Regions from separate parts of the Pan troglodytes genome. Here region 1 is linked to region 2. A link is a contact called in public HiChIP or PLAC-seq data. All regions are on one chromosome and are shown on one strand. Each heading gives the region's core, a stretch centred on a gene start, on an enhancer-like site or on the middle of the called end of the contact. The rest is flanking DNA. Distances are from core to core; before and after follow the strand shown. Region 1 holds the start of CFAP410 (cilia and flagella associated protein 410). Region 2 holds the start of GATD3 (glutamine amidotransferase class 1 domain containing 3).

What was found. HiChIP or PLAC-seq counts read pairs in DNA pulled down with a chosen protein or histone mark.
Region 1: a contact with region 2 is called in an H3K4me3 HiChIP or PLAC-seq map of stem cell-derived excitatory neurons, with 4 times the contacts expected there. The contact joins the promoter of CFAP410 here to the promoter of GATD3 in region 2. A contact is called at or near these places in 1 of 7 Hi-C or Micro-C datasets (stem cell-derived neural progenitor cells) and 1 of 1 datasets of contacts at active chromatin or transcription factors (stem cell-derived excitatory neurons).

Annotation. Positions count from the first base shown.
Region 1 is chr22:44,934,776-44,937,475 of NHGRI_mPanTro3-v2.0_pri, forward strand. It overlaps CFAP410 (cilia and flagella associated protein 410), which reads right to left and starts at 1,323. Exons shown (of 7, transcript XM_514938.9): 1 at 1,192-1,323. The coding sequence starts at 1,268. LOC134809270 (a long non-coding RNA gene) reads left to right here and starts at 1,489. Exons shown (of 2, transcript XR_010154600.1): 1 at 1,489-2,057.
Region 2 is chr22:44,729,142-44,731,841 of NHGRI_mPanTro3-v2.0_pri, forward strand. GATD3 (glutamine amidotransferase class 1 domain containing 3) reads left to right here and starts at 1,411. Exons shown (of 6, transcript XM_054675320.2): 1 at 1,411-1,651; 2 at 1,915-1,967. The coding sequence starts at 1,511.

The DNA.
Region 1 (2,700 bases), core at 73-2,572, 210 kb after region 2:
AAAAAACACTGAAGACAAAAATTCCAAAAATCACCGATGACTCCCTACAAACCTTAAGATTCTAGGATTTTAATGGCATGGCAAAAAAGGAAGGTTGCCCAGATAACTGGCAAAGGTATAAACAATTGTTTTAGCTGATTTTCAGCTAAACTGTATGTTTGACGTTGGGGTGGTACTTTTTAGATAAGGAGCAGCAGGGTTGCTCCATTTGTAAGACACAAAAAGATGAACTCTTCCTCATGGTCCCTGAGTAGCAGAAGGTTCATTTCTCTCACTGACAGACATAAACAAGGGCGTCTTTATAAGAGGCCAAGTTCAAAGGGTGAACAGGCAACTTATGAAGCAAACTTCAAAAGCCTGAAATAGGGTTGTTGTTTCTCCCAGCTTAGTGGGAGTACTGACCACCCCATGCAAAACAAAGAAATGCATTATTGAAAGCAAATGACACGGGAATTGTAGCCAAAACACCAGATATGCCAGGGCAGAGAGAAAAGCTTTTTAATTAACAGGGAAGAGCTCACTCTGGGCAGTCTGCGGACACCCCTGGGAGGAGGCGTCTGCTCTCGCTGACCCCCACACCCGCCTGCACGGTGCGGCCAGTTGACACGGCGCGGTCACTCTGCTGAGTCCCCAGGGAACCCTGGAGATCTTGCAGGCCTCAACTCCAGGCTCCCTCTTCTGGAAGCTCCTGGTCTTCCTTGGCTCAGTGAGACTCAGCATTACCCGCCTTTCAGCCTGCATGGGTCCCACCGCACCCACGTCCCTTCCTGTCACCTGCTAGGAGTACCCTGGGAACGGCCGCCCCCAGTACTGATTACCAACGTGTTTCCTGACTCAGTCCTGGAGAGCTCAGTTCTCTCTCCCATTCGACTTGGTCCCAGTGACTGCTGGCAACCCCAGACAACAGACCCAGCCCACAGGGCAGCCGGGGCAAAGGCGGGCCGGGAAATGGGGGGGGGCCCAGGCGACCCCGACCCCCGGCCTCCTCCCCTCCCTCACCCGCGGCTCCTTCGCCGCCCTCGTCCCTGCCCCTCCCCCCTTCCACTCCGCCCCCGCCCTGCCCCGCCCCGCCTCGCCTCCTCCCTCCGGCTCCGCCCTCGCCCCGCCCCGGCTCCTCCCTCCGGCTCCGCCCTCGCCCCGCCCCGGCTCCTCCCCCCACCCCGGGGCGGCCGCGGCCAGGCCCCGCCTCACCAGCAGTTGAGCTTGCGCACGCTGTGCAGCTCCGAGGCCTTGGCCCGGGTCAGAACCATCTTCCGCGTCAGCTTCATGGCGGCCGCCCAGGCCCGACCGGCGGGCGCCCCCGGCCTCCTGATCCCGGGCGGGTGACGACTGCGCGGCGCGTGTCTCCAGGGGCGGGGCCCGCGTCGTCAGGGGCGGATCCTGAGCCCATTGGCGGCTCGGTGAGGAGAGCGGGGCGACGCGAGCCCGCTGGGGCCGCTTGGGCGCCGCTGACACGTTGGCTCTGCTCCTGCTCATGCGCGGCCTAGGGCGCCCGGCTCTGACGCGATTCTAACGCGACCCCGGAAGCGCGCAGCGAGCAGAGGGTGGGTGCAGGGGGCGGTCCCCGAGTCGGCCCAGTGAGGGCTGAACTGCTGCTCCCAGGAACCGAGCGGGGTGGGCTCGGTCCGACGCGCATCATGGCCGAGTGCCTAGGCCTGACTCTGAGCGCAGGCCTAGCGTGGATGGGATGGGCGCTACACAGCTCCAAGTTACGCGATTCAAACTCTTGGAATAAACCCAGGGCAGCCCTGGGGCTGTGTTGATTCCTTGTCTCCCTCCCTCCCAGCATTTACAGAAAAGACGCATTTATAGGAAAGACGCACGGGCAGGTCCAGCAGAGCCCTTACAAGCATTTCAGCCTTTTAGAAATCAGATAAGACCCTCTAAACATCGTTACATGGGCCACAGTTACATTAAGACAGGCGTTCTGACGTTCTGAAACCGCCTTTGCAAAAAATTGTATCGGTGAGAGAAGGATGGCCTTGAAGGAGATCTGGCCAACCCCCATCTTGCCTTTGGCCTTAAAGCTGCCTTTAATTATTCCTGGATAAGCAAAGGTAACTTTGGGAGACATTTATAGTTTAAGTGATAGCAGCCCTTCCTCAAAACTAAACAGCCTTTGTAAAGCTAATGAGACCACTGAAACCGCCTTTGCAAAAATCATAACTGAAGAAATTATGACAGGGGAAGATCTCCTAACCCACCCCATCTTCCTTCTATCCTCTAAGCTGCTTTTGTTCATTCCTGGGTGTAGACCAGACTAGCCTTGGGAAGGAATTTAGTTTATAGATTAAACTGAAACAAAATTGATAATAGCCCTTTCCCAAAAAAACCCTTCTTGCCTGGGGACCAGTCTGCCTTTGTAGGACTAACAAATTAAGCTACGAGATTAAAAATTACAGTTTAGGGGCCATGCACCCTCTGGCGGCAAGAGTCTGAACCTCCCCAAATTGCTTCTGGGAATAACATCACTGTTGCAAAACTTAAGATCAGTGCTTGAAATATTTTGTAGACCCTGCATTCAGATGCAGCAGATGACACCACCCAAACGGATAATCTGGCTCAACCATGTGTGTGATCCCACCCAGGGACAGAAGTCAGCCAGAACTCATTTTGACCCCCTATGATTTAATCTTCGACCTGACCAATCAGCACTCACCACTTTCTGAGCCCATACCCGCCAAATTATCCATAAAAACA
Region 2 (2,700 bases), core at 161-2,660:
CATTTCCTTTCTGAGTGGCGCTTGGTGTTTTTTTGTGCCATCCCACAACCCCATCGCTCCCACCAGCTGATGCTCCCTGGCTGGCCGCTCCCCAGGAGCTGAGAAGCCTGAAGAGGGCCAGGCACGGAGGAGCAGGAACGAGGACAGTCAAATGTGCCAAGCTTGTCTTTGGTTGTAACTGGTAATGTCCCATGTCTGTTATTCTAGTTCCCCACTATCTTGCGAGGATTGGCAGTAAAGTCCTAGTGATGGACAACGCGGCAGTGGGGAAAGTGACAGCCGTGGCTAGATCATCAGATGTGTCTGTAGAATCCAGTGTGTCCCTGTGAACATCCGCCAGCAGTAACCATTCACATTATTTCAAAAACCTGAATTATTAGGTTGAAAATGGGTAAATCGGGGAAAAAGCCAGCACTTATCCAGCTATTCCTCTGTGAACTAACCCATGCATAACAAATAGATTTTTTTAATGGAAGAATTCCAGCTAGGACCCGAGCAGCTGGGATCTTCACACTGACCGTCCATGCTGTGAACGTAAAAAACAAAAACAAAAAAACAAACCCAAACAGCGCCCGGGAATGGTGGCTCACGCCTGTAATCCCAGCACTTTGGGAGTCCGAGGCGGGCAGATCACCTGAGCTCGGGAGTTCAAGACCAGCCAGACCAACATGGAGAAACCCCGTCTCTACTAAAAATACAAAATTATCCTGGCGTGGTGGCGCATGCCTGTAGTCCCAGCTACTCGGGAGGCTGAGGCAGGAGAGTCGCTTGAACCTGGGAGGCGGAGGTTGCGTTGAGCCGACTTCGCGCCATTGCACTCCAGCCCGGGCAACAAGAGGGAAACTCCGCCTCAAAAAAAAAAAAAACCCAAACAGAATCGGCGGCTCACTTGCCCCCAGACTAACCCAGATCAAGCCCCTGGGTGGAACTGCAGTTTCCAGGATAGAACATCCCGGGGTCAGTAAAACCCGGAGGGGTCGCTCCGTGGGAGCCGGAGCCGCGAGGAGACAGTCATGGAAGCGGAGGGGTAGTCCTGACCCCGCGTGGGTCCTGACGCCGAGATTAAGACGAGTGGCCATTTAGGAGGATGTGGACCCTGGATGCTCGTGGTGAGTTAAGGATGAGACGGAGGTAAGGTAAGAAGCGCCGGACTGAGCCGCCCCGAGGCAAGACTGCTCTGCGGATGGCGGAAAGGGTGCGCCGCCTGTGGAGGCGTCCGATGGGGGCGGGGCTGGGGGCCCCGGGAGTCACCAGCATCCCTCAGCCTCGAGCACGAGCCCTCAGCCACCACCGGAAGGAAGACAGGGTTCCCGGAACTCTATTCGGAGGCTCTGCGCAGGCGCGGGCCCGCCCACCGGCGCACTCACTGGATAGGGCTGAGACGGGGGCGGGTCTTGGCTCCGCCCCGAAGGCTGCGCAGGCGCGGTCCCGACGAGCAACGCGTTTGTAGACGGGTGGGTGCGCACGCTCTGTGCCTGCGTGACCTTCCGACCCCGCTGTCCTCACCGCAATGGCGGCTGTGAGGGCCCTGGTGGCCTCGAGGCTCGCTGCGGCATCTGCATTCACGTCCCTGTCCCCCGGCGGTCGGACGCCTTCCCAGCGCGCAGCCCTTCACCTCTCCGTGCCGCGCCCCGCGGCCAGGGTCGCGCTGGTGAGTGGACGGAGGGGGTGAGGTCAGCTCCCGCCTCCAGAGATCAGCCTTCGCTGTTCTCTGCCCAAGGTCGGCCCCTCTTCCTAGGTCCGCTCCCGCCGCCCCACGTCGGCTCCTTCACCCCGAGTCACCTCCTGCGGCCCAGGTCGGCCCCATTTTCCCGGGTCAGCTCCCGCGGCCCAGGTCGGCCCCTTTCCCCCCAGTCAACTCCCGCCGCCCAGGTCGGCCCCTTTCCCCCGGGTCAGCTCCCGCTCCTCTCGCAGGTGCTGTCTGGATGCGGAGTCTACGATGGGACCGAGATCCACGAGGCCTCGGCGTAAGTCCTCAGGGGCAGCTGGTCCTCCACCCCGGGGGCCTCGAGAAGGCCTCTCCACCAGTGAAGTTTACTCTTTTTTGAACAGCTTAGAGAAAGCATGTATTTTATTTTATTTTTACTTTTTGTCTTTTGAGACAGCGCCCAGTCTGGAGTGCAATGGCGCGACCTTGGCTCACTGCGGCCTCCGCCTCCTGGGTTCAAGCGATTCTCCTGCCTCAGCCTTCCGAGTAGCTGGGACTGCAAGCATGCACCACCACACCCAACTAATTTGTGTATTTTTAGTAGATACGGAGTTTCACCATGTTGGCCAGGCTGGTCTCAAACTCCTGACCTCAAGTGATCCTCCCGCTTTGGCCTCCCAAAGTGCTGGGATTACAGGCATGAGCCACTGCACCCGGCCGAGAGAGCTTGTATTTTAAATACCCTATCCTTGGCTAAAAAAAAGCAAAAACGACTCGCAAAACCCAGGGAGACGCTAAGGAAGAACAGTTTTTAAGTGTCGCTTATACTGTCATCTAGAGCCTAGAAATGACTTAGCATTTCATTTGAGTGTTTTTCAGGACACACACATTTTGAAAACACTGAGATCACACTCACCCGTGTTTTGCAAATGTTTCTGACGCATGGGAAGTAATTCCCATTCATTCAGTTCTCAACATCATTTTAACAGTTGCGTGGTATTTCTGGGTCCTAGACAGGTTACTGTTTATGTAACTGGTCAGCTGTTGCTGAG